2 separate regions of the Sus scrofa genome follow, and region 2 is linked to region 1. Evidence: chromatin contacts called from public Hi-C data. All regions are on one chromosome and are shown on one strand. The core of a region is the stretch at or near the end of the contact, and the rest is flanking DNA. Distances in the headings are between cores, read along the strand shown.

Region 1 (4,994 bases), core at 2,153-4,652:
TTTCCTCGACGGTAAACCGGAGATAGCCACGTTTGCCTCTCGGGGCTATGTGAGGCTTAAGTGAGATCGTGTGTGTAAATCATCTGGCACAGTGCTCAGCACAGAGCAGCATATAAACCTTAAAAGGGCCACTCTCAGAAATGGACACCTTTCCATGATGATACACTTTATGAGGGCTTGGTTAAGGAGGGGGAGCTGTGTTCAGTGTTCTGGCCACTTCATTGATGGTAATGATAAGGGCTAATTTTTTTTTTTTTTTTTGGTCTTTTTAGGGCCACACCTGAGGCATATGGAAGTTCCCAGGCTAGGGGTTGAATCGGAACTGCAGCTGTGGGCCTAGGCCACAGCCACGCCAGATCCTTTACCCACTGAGCGGGGCCAGGGATTGAACCCGCATCCTCATGGATATTAGTCAGGTTTGTTACCACTGAGCCACAGTGGGAACTCACATAAGGGCTAATTCTTACACAGCACACAATGTGAGCCAGGCCCATGAGCACCTTCATACATCAGCTCATTGAACCCACAAAACAATCTGCTGAGGAAGGCACTGTTCCTAGTCCCATTTTACAAGTGAGGAGACTGAGGCACGGAGAGAGGTTCGCAAACTGATTTCAGCTCCCAAAGATCAGAAGTAGGAGAGCTTGGCTTTGAACCCAGGAACCCGGCACCATAATATGCACTCTTGCCCCTGAGAGTATACTGCTTTTGGTTGAACTTTATTATATGACGAACTTGACGCAGAATAAGGCAATCCTGGAGTTCCCTGGTGGTTGAGTGGGTTAAGGATCTGGTGTTGTCACTGCAGTGGCTCAGGCTGCTGCTATGGCACAGGTCTGATCCCTGGCCCAGGAAATTCCACCTGCTGTGGGTGTGGCCAAAAATAAATAAATAGATAAGGCAATCTTGCCTCTAACTTCCCCACGGCACCCTCCAGAACTTCCAATTTTTCTGACCCAAAGAGAAGAAGATGAGGAAGCTGTCACCTGGCTGCCAATGGGCTGAGGTTCACGAATCCTTTCTGAAGGCTGAGGGAGGGAAGAGCCAACACTTGTGTCTCACAGGGCTGAGGGCACCACCCTTGGCTCTGGTAAGGGTTCTGAGGACAGAAGTGAGACACTGAGGCAGCTTCCTCACAAAATTTCAGGTATGTGCAAATAATTAACTCGGTTTTTTCAACATGTCTTTATTTGCTTAAATTAACAAAATATAGGTTACATGCCATTTTTTAGGTAAACTACTTTCTCATTGAAGCAGAAAGCAATATTCACAACTTGGGTTGCTACATATTTGGAATTTTAGTTTTAAATAGCAAGGCAGGATTCTGTACAAAATCAACATTTGGTGTCATATTGTCCAAATATGTGAAGGATTTTAAATGTTAGCTCTGTTACATTTTGTTCCAGCAAAGCAGACAAAGATCATAATTCAAAACACGATGTTAATATTTTATTAAATGCCTTCAGGGCTTAATAAATACAGTATGCACATTGGGCTGTTTCATGCAACTACTCATATACAAATATACCAGTTACCCTTGCAGAGCTGTGGAAGGTCAGCCTCAGTCTCACAGCCGGTGGGCAGTCAAATTCTTAAAAAGAGAGAATGAGTTGAAAGGCAACAAGAGGGCGCTACCTGAATAAAAAGGTTAAAAGAGAAATATGCCGCTTGGCTGGGTTGGTTGGTTCAAAGAGAGTGGTCAAAAGCCTGGAAAGCATTTGGTAGTGACCTGTGTTCAGAGTGTTGCAATGTGCTGAAGGTCAAGCTATCCTGGCCCTTGGGGTGCTGATGATCCTGGTTGGCGTCATCTCTTACTTGTTGAGGATGGCCTCAAGGCTGCTCTCTCAGGCTTGCACGCTGGAAAATTTGCTCCTTGGGCAAGGCTGGCCATGCCTTCCTTGAGCACTGCACTTATACACAGGGTGTCCATATAATTTACCACCCAGACTGGAACACTTTTAAGCGTTAAGGTGACACTCTTAGTAACCACCTAGGGACAACAGGTATAAACCCAGGTTGTCCCAGGCAAACTAGGATGCTGATCACTTGCAAAACCAAGGTTTTAGCTTGGCTCTCAAAAGGTCAGTGCATGTGAACCATCCACTTATAACTGATTTTCTCAATCCCAGAGTCAAGAACTAAAAACAGGCTTTAGAATACATTCCATGACAATTTTTATTACTTTTTCTAGACCCTTTTTTCTTCCTCCAAGGGGAATTTTACTTGGAAGGCTAACATGTAAAACAGATGGAATCTGAGCCGCTTTGAGTGAGGTGGTAACGACGGCTAGGAATTGCTCCTCCCCTTGCAGCTCCAGACGGCCTAAGAGGGACCTCTGGCTTCTCAACGCATAGTGTGGAAACCACCATTCTAGACCATGCTCTCTCCATCCCGACATTAACTTGTTCCTCAAACATTTCCACATGATTCGTTTTGGGTGGAAACACTTAGAGCTTGCTATTCCAGATTTCCTAGTTCCTATTCCAGCTCAGTGCACGGAGAACAAACTGGAAATCTGCAGGTCTTCAACACCTGGCTGCTGGAAGAATGAATATGTAGCAGGATCCTAAGAGCTGGAGTAGAGCTGGAGAGCTCTACTCCAAACAGGTTAGAGCTTAGATTTCAGGGAGAACTCCCAGCTCCAGCACTGAGGAGAAACCCACTGTTCCTGGGGTTACAACTCTTCCTGAAGCTGCTTTACGGGGCACGAAGCCTTGGAGCAAGGTCTCCAGGAGGCAGCTCTGCTCAGGACACAAGGGTGAACTTGCAGTCACTGAGCACTGTCAGGCCACCTGAAAATGTGCTCCAAATGCCGTGTCTGATGAAGGCAGCAGAAGCGGAACAAGGCAGACTCAGGCAGGAATCTAAGTATTGCTGATTTTTCCTTCATCACAATGATTCACATTCTCCTGAAATTGTATATCTGCAGCAACTACATGAGAACCTTCTCTTCCATAACTCACCCTCCTGTGTCATTTCTGTTATGTTTTGATTATTTAATAAAGCAGTTTTTATACTATGCACAACTACTAATATTTTCATCTATCTGGAAAAATATTATAGCTTTCACACATTCAACTGAAGAGTCATTAATAAGGTGATGTGTCAAGCACCATATTTTTGCAACTAGAAAGGAATTTACCATGTATTGCCTATTAGTCAATAGAAAATGGAATTTCTAAAAGCACCTCAGCATCAGTTTATGATGTCCGGAAGAACAGCACAGTTTACTACACTAGAGATCTGTGAAATAACACTGAAGGAGACCCTGCACGTGTGCTAAAAATCAAGGGCCCAATTAATGACCTGAGAAGCATTTACACGACTGAGGACGTCCCTGCTCCTTTAGCCTGAGCCATTTGTAAAGATTCCTGCCCTTCTCCCATCTCCAGCAAAAACGAGCTCATGCGGAAAGCTGTATTTGCACCACCTAGTTCTTATTTTCCAAGTGTAATTTTGAAACCGTCCACTTAGATCCCTAAAAGCACTGCTTGTTTTTCCATTTTCCTCTCCAGTAATTCTTTCAAACTCTCGTCTCTGTGCTTGAAGTACAGGTAATCAGAAAAGGAGGGGCCCCGCCGCGCGCTCTGCAGGGCCCGGAAGCCAGGACACTCGTCTCTGCCGGCCAACTCTCTGTCCTGGCCGCGCTCCGGCCCAGGGCTGTCCCGGCTCTGCAGCTGGCGGTCCCCCTGCGGCGCGTCCTCCTCCGCCTGCGCCTCCTCCCTGGGGCCCGGCGCGGGCTTGGCGGACAGGTCCTGGGGCGCGCAGAGCGGCGGGCTGCAGGGACCGAGGCCCGGGCTGTCCCGCTCCGCCTCGTAGCAGTGGTCGTCGTCTTCCTCCTCGTGGCAGGAGCTGCCCCTGGCGCTCTCCCCGTCCGACTGGGAGGCCGGGCCCTTGGCCCCGCGCTTCTGGGACAGATCGAAGGGCTCCTCCTGCTCCAGGCTCCTCAGGCCCCCCGCCGTCTGCGCCAGGGAAAGTCTCCCCCTTCCAAAACCTGCCAGAGCAAAGGCACCGTCAGGCCCGGGAAAGGGTCAGGACGCCGAGAGGGCGCGCTGCCTGGAACCGGGGGCGGGTAGTGGGGCTTGATTTTACGTTTTAAAAATAGATAATCTCCAGGAAGCCTGCAGAGAGGTGGGCCTTGTCACAGGGTCTGCCTCGGTATGACTCCTTTCAGGGGAATTAGGCAACATGCGCCAAGAGCTTTAAAAATAAGTACACCTTTGACTTGGCAATTACACTGCTGAGAAGTTAAGCTGTGAAAATAGTCTGGCAGATGCACACAATGTATGTATAAGGATGCTCATCGCCACATTTTTTTCAACAGGGAAACTGAAAACAATTCATCAATTTAACAACAGGATTGGTTAAATAAATAACAGCACCTCCATACAATGAAGGTACTACGTGTGTAGAAGGTACTTCCATGTGCAGAAGATGTAGAGACCTGCTCTTGATCATGAGAGGGATTCTCTATATAATTTTAAAATTATATATCTTATTTATCCTATATATTTATAGTGTAGACTCAATTTTATCTATTAAAAATTGGAAGGATGTCTGCCAAAATCTGTGATGTGATTTTTACATTTTTCTATTCACTTTGAATATACGTCTTTTCATTTTTAACAGAGAGCACCTATTTTATCGTAATAATTTTTTTTTTTTGTCTTTTGTCTATTGAGTGCCACGCCCATGGTATGTGGAGGTTCCCAGGCTAGGGGTCAAATCAGAGCTGTAGCTGCTGACCTTCGCCACAGCTCCGATTTGACGAAATCAAATGGGGGTCTGTGACCTACTCCACAGCTCACGGCAAACACCGGATCCTTAACCCACTGAGCAAGGCTAGGGATCGAACCTGTGTTCTCATGGATACTAGTCGGGTTAGTTAACCACTGAGCCGCAATGGGAACTCCTACAATGATAATTTTTAAAAAGTTATTTTTATTTTGAAAAAACCCCAGATATCCCATTTGGGGCCAAAGAGGCTACCCCAT
Region 2 (5,785 bases), core at 15-2,514, 75 kb after region 1:
AAGACAGAGAGCCAGAGGTAATAACTTTTTAAGATAGAATAGCTGAGAATTTTCAGAAATAATTAAATACATCAATCCATAGATTCAAGAAGCCTAATTGTTTCTATGCAATGTATCTACTCAGTACTCCCAGACACATCACAGTAAACCCAAAGGAAGCCAAAGAAACTGTATATATGCTATATATTAAAATACAAATAAAAATCAATTGACAGCTGGCTTCTAAAAATAAGTGATGGAAGTCACAAGACAGTAAAACGTATCATTAACATGCTGAAAGAAAACAACTGCCTGCTTAGAATTTGATTCCCAGTTTTATCTATCTATCTATATATCTATATCTATATCTATCTACCTATCTATCTATCTATCTAGAAATCTCAATAAAGATGAGCAAAGGATTTTTTTAATGAGAGAGTTTGGGAAATTCTAAAAGATGTATACCAGGATAAAGTAAAATGATCCAGATGCAAAGTATGGGATACAGGAAAAAATTAAGAGCAAAAATAATAATAATAATAATAATTAAAGTATCTACAGAATTTTAAAACTACGGAGAATTTAACATTTTGACAACAATAGCAAACAAGTTGGGATGTTGGTAAAAGGAGTTTAAGCGTTCTTATGTTTCTGAATTGTACAGGCCAATGATAAAGATTAGTATTTGTACCAGATTTAGATAAGTTAACAATGAAAGGTTAAAATTAAAATATAAATATTTAAAAAATAGTTTCTAAGCTAAGCATTAAAGGAAGAAATAACTAGTGTAAATCTTCCAAAATAGTAAAGAAGAAAAAATAATGATAAACAAATCCTAGTCAAACCAAAAGAAGTCAGAAAACAAAAGACAGAGAATCATAAAAGAAGCTGGGTATAGTGAAATCATAAAATGATAGATTAAAACTCATATATATCAATAAATACATGAGGTGAAAATGGGCTAGCATTACAGTTGCTTAACAAGTGCATATCAGAGGGCCGTGAGGAAGGAATATTAGAGAGTACACCGGGCAGAGAGTGGGAGGCCTACGTTCAGGGGCTGGTTTAGTCATCAGCTAACCATGAAATTCTGAGCAGTTCTGTAGACTTCAGTTTCCCCAGGAAATGAATAATTGATAATGAGTGTGCTTCATTCAACCCTTCTAGACATAGAGGATACTCTCATGACCTCTTTTCACAGGCCCCAGGTCTCAGGACAGCCTCTTGTTGCTAAGGGTTTGCTATGTTCCTAGAAGGAAGGGACGCCCTCTGCTGAGATAAAATTGAATTCTCTTAAGCCCCTGTCAGCCTCTGGGCAAGGAGATATCTGAGATGGCATATGGAAATAGTGTATGTTAGAGTGGAGAGTGCTTAGTTAACAGTAGCATAATACCCCTTTAAATGACTGTTCGTACTCTTGCCAGAATCTCCAACTTGAGTTCGCGAATGGAAAATGCAACTCATTGGTCTCTAAAGAAGGCTGGGCAGAACTTCCAAAGATATTTCTATTCATCCTCCCCCATAAGAAATTTATCAACGTTTAATATACCTCTAATGACATTGGCGCCCTCACTTGGTCCACATGTAAGATGGTTACAGGTCACAGTGTGGAGTTATGCTGAGTAAAAACTGGGGATTCCATAACAAGTGTTTGACCCTTATACCATCATTCCTTTATTAGCTTTCAGTGTGTTGTAACATAATATAGCTTGTATGTTGCCAACTAACAATCTGAACAATTGGCTTAAAAATATTCCTGCCAAAAAATTACAAATTGAATAGAATATTAATAGTGCACGCTTAAGCAATGAACAAGAAAATGGCAGAGCTGACATTTTTCCTACTCCATCCACATTACAAAGTAAAAACAATATAATCTAATCAGATCTGCAAAAAGCGCCTGCTGAAAATAATAAAACACAATTAAGAAAAATTTTTGAAATACAGATTTATAGCCTATGTCAGTAATGAAAACCTCCACTAGTATCAGCTGATATCTGCTCATGATCGAATAGGGCCATTGTAATTTATTACTTTTTTTCCATCCTTTTAAAAATTTCTTTTGTGTATGTTTTATAATGAACTTATATGAGTGCTTGTGTGTAATTAGTAAACAAACTGAGATTTTGGAGGTATATGCTCAAATGGTGGGGTGGCAGTATGGAGTGGGCACTACACAAAGAAATCTGGAGCCTCAGGCTTAGTTAACAACCAGATCCCTGGGGCTGATCTTGAGAATGATGTGAATTCCAGGGCTACCTGGGAACTGAGTAGTCACAGGTCCTTGGACTGTAAGGGTTGAGCACCATGGTATGGTGGCTCAGAAGTCAGAGACTCCAGTTCCAGTCTGTGCCCCTCTAGCAAGTGTAACATGTCTGGCCATTGCTGGGTGGTCAGGCACAACTATTTCAAACCCAGTTCCTGTGTGGAGGTGCTGTCCCAGCACCCTGATTAACCCAGGGAAGCTGGTCCACCAAGAGGCACAGAATTCACTTGGCCCCACTTCCAAAGGAACTTTGGAACCTACTTTCCACACATCCCATGACTTCAACTTGCCAAACATTCGTTGTTGTTTTTTTTTAAGTTCAGATTCATAAGTTTGTTTATTTGTTTATTTATTTAGTCTTTTTAGGGCTGCACCTGCAGCATATGGTGGTTCCCAGGCTAGGGGCTAGGGGTTGAATTGGAGCTGCCTACAGCTGCTGGCCTATGTCACAGCCACAGCAACTCAGAATCCGAGCTGCGTCTGTGACCTACACCCACAGCTCTTGGCAATGACGGATCCTTAACCCACTGAGAGAGGCCAGGGACCAAACTCACATCCTCATGGATACTAGTCGGGTTTGTTAACCACTGAGCCACATTTGCTTTTTTTTTAATTTTAAAAAGAGAGTTTTCCTTTAGTTTCTGAACATGAGTGATATTATGATTTGTAACACGAAATATGTATATTTGGTCTTGCTCCACAGTTTCTGACACAGAGGTCCTAAAACATTTGGAATTTCCAAAGTGGTATAAGTGAAAAGGTGTCTTTTTTCTGTAAATGATATGACTTTTGGAGGGTGTCTAAGGGTGGGGGCTGGTTGCAGTGTAGCCAACCATGCGATCAGAGAGCTGGAGCTTTCATTTCCCCCCAACACGCCCCCACATCCAGAAGGGGAGACATTGGAGGCTGAATCAATAGCGAATGGCCAATGATTTACATCATACCTAGGAAAGAAAGCCTCCATGAAAACACAGAAGGCCGGGGTTCAGAGAGCTTCCAGGTTGGGGAATACACGGACATTCAGAGAGGCTCCTCGACCTTTCCCCATACCTTGTCCTATGGGTCTCTTCCATCTGGCTGTTCCCGAGTTAGACCTTTTTATAATAAACCAGTGATCTAATAAGTAAACTTCTGAGTTCTGGGAATCACTGTAGCAAATTTATTGACCCTGAGGAGGGGGTCTGGGCCCCTCTGATCTAAGCAGTTTGGTCAGAAGCATATGTGACAACCTGGACTTTTCAGTTCATGTTTGACATGAGTTGGGGGTCAGTCTTGTGGGACTGAGCCCTTAACTAGTGGGATCTGACCCTATCTTCAGGTACGGTGTTAGAATTGAGTTGTAGGACCAAGAATTGCTTGATAGTGTATGGAAACCAGCCCCACCTCCCCCTCCCATGTTAAAATCGGGTCCTGAACACCTTGGTATAACATACATTGCAGGGGGGGGGCATGCCTGAGGCACATGGAAGTTCCCAAACCAGTGATCAAACCTGTGCCAATCTACCCAAGCCACTGCAGTGACAACGCTGGATCCCTAACCTGCTGTATCACAAGAGAATTCCGTTATAACACATTTTATTTTTAGTGTTTTATATTCCATTTGTATCACCATTTCTATGTGTTCATATTAGAGTAGGGAAAGATATTCATGTGATTACTTTGCTATCTTTCTTTTATTTTTTTAGGGCCGAACCTGTGACACATGGAAGTTCCTGGGCTCGGGGTCAAGTCCCAGCTGCAGCTGCTGGCTGAGGCCACAGCCACGGCAATGCCAGATCAGAGCATCATCTGCAGCCTACTCCATAGCTGCAGCAATGCTGAATCCTTAACCCACTGAGCAAGGCCAGGGATGGAGCCTGCAATCTCACTGGATACTAGTAGGGTTCTTAACCTGCTGAGCCACACACAATAGGAATTCCTATTTCACTACCTTGACTCAAAATCTTTGAACACTGATTTGGAATGTTAACAGACTGAAGCCAGAAAGGGTAGTTGAGCTTCACAGGTGCCATAGCAAGGTGTTATTAGAGTTAGGCCTCTTGAGAGTTTCCACTGTGGCTCGGTGGGTTCCAAACCTGACTAGTATCCATAAGGATGCAGGTTTGATCCCTGTCCTCAATCGGTGAGTTAAGGATCTGGTGCTGCTGTGAGCTGTGGTGTAGGTCACAGACACCGCTCGGATCTCGAGTTGCTGTGGCTGTGGTGTAGGCCGGCAGCCATAGCTCTGATTTGATCCCTGGCCTGGGTGCGGCCTTAAAAAAAAAAAAAAAAAAAAAAAAAAGGTTAGGTCTCTTGATTAGGAGACAGTGCTCTCTCCATTTCACCACATTGACCTATAGGATTTTATTTGTTTTGTTTGTCTATTTATGTAAATGTATTTATTAAGCTTCAGTAGCCTGGGGAAACAGCTCTATTGTGTTTCAGACTGAATCAGCTCAGTTGGGATAGCAGAATGTGTAATGACCCTTGTGAAACGTGTGCCCTCTCCCTGAATTGTCCAAGAATGACAGGGGTTGTTTGATCCAAAACAGCCATTCCTCCTGTCGTATTCCTGGTTCTCTTTCCAACAGATGTCTCACTCCAGATTACTCCAAACCACGCAGCCTCCTGTCATATTCCTGGTTCTCTTTCCAACAGATGTCTCACTCCAGATTACTCCAAACCACGCAGTATCCCATTACTTAGTGGGTGAGTGGCTCCGCGTGGACCATGTGACCCAATTCTAGCCAACCAGACAGACAAGCAAGGGGCGGGAGGGGGTGGGAAGGGAGGGCACATGTGGAGAAGATTTCTTCACTCCTAATACCTTTGTTTCCTCTTCTGGACATTAAAAATGCCTGGGTGTGACTTTTTGGGACTTCCACAGATATGTGTTCCCCTTGATGAGAGTAAAGTGGAAAAGGGAGGAACATCAGGTCCTAATGATGCCACTGAGCTGGTGTGTTAACCACCCTGGGGCTTCCCAGCCCCTGTCTGTTTTCTCACTATTATTTACACCCCTTTGAGTTGAGGTTTCTATTACTCAACACTGAAGTGTCCTAACTGCTAATCCCTGCTTCCAAATGCCTCCAGCCATGAGAACAGGATCATCTAGACCAGCACTGTCCCATAGAAATACCACGCAAGCTACAAATGTGGGCCACGCATGTCACTGAACCTTTTTTAGTGGCCACATTAGGACGAATAACGTATTTTTAACCTAATAGATGTAAAAATTATGATTTCTATATGTAGTCAACATAAAAATTACCGAGATACTTTACTGTCCTTTTTTTATGTGGTCTTCAAAATCCAGTATGCATTTTACACTTACAGCATGTACCTTTATTCAGACCAGCCCCATTTCAAGAGCTCAAAACCCATGGGTGACTAGTGGCTGCTGACCTAAGTTCTCCAGCAGGCTGCGATGGGGACTGGGTTGCCCCTCTCAATGAGGCATTCGGGACTGGAAATGGGCTGAGTGGGGCCCCCTGCTGGGGCTCCCAAGGTAAACATTTTGGTTGAGCCCCTTACACCTGGAAAGTTGGGGATCTGTTTCTA

What was found. Hi-C and Micro-C count contacts between places; a contact is called where the count stands out from the background.
Region 2: a Hi-C map of skeletal muscle shows a contact between it and region 1, with 2.8 times the contacts expected there. The contact joins two enhancer-like sites. A contact is called at or near these places in 1 of 5 promoter capture datasets (liver), 5 of 47 Hi-C or Micro-C datasets (fetal liver, liver, retroperitoneal adipose tissue and 1 more) and 1 of 2 datasets of contacts at active chromatin or transcription factors (skeletal muscle).

The regions. Positions count from the first base shown.
Region 1 is chr16:48,707,434-48,712,427 of Sscrofa11.1, forward strand. ZNF366 (zinc finger protein 366) reads right to left here. Exons shown (of 11, transcript XM_021076720.1): 11 at 1,226-3,994. The coding sequence ends at 3,471. Among named protein-coding and RNA genes, the nearest start is that of MRPS27, 67 kb to the left of the region's middle. Within about 2 kb of position 3,403, at least 36 of the 83 cell types and tissues checked have an H3K27ac peak or open chromatin away from gene starts, as enhancers often do. A contact at or near this core is called in retroperitoneal adipose tissue and skeletal muscle, where this site is marked.
Region 2 is chr16:48,784,712-48,790,496 of Sscrofa11.1, forward strand. The region is part of intron 4 of ZNF366 (zinc finger protein 366); the gene reads right to left. Among named protein-coding and RNA genes, the nearest start is that of MRPS27, 150 kb to the left of the region's middle. Within about 2 kb of position 1,265, at least 10 of the 83 cell types and tissues checked have an H3K27ac peak or open chromatin away from gene starts, as enhancers often do. A contact at or near this core is called in retroperitoneal adipose tissue and skeletal muscle, where this site is marked.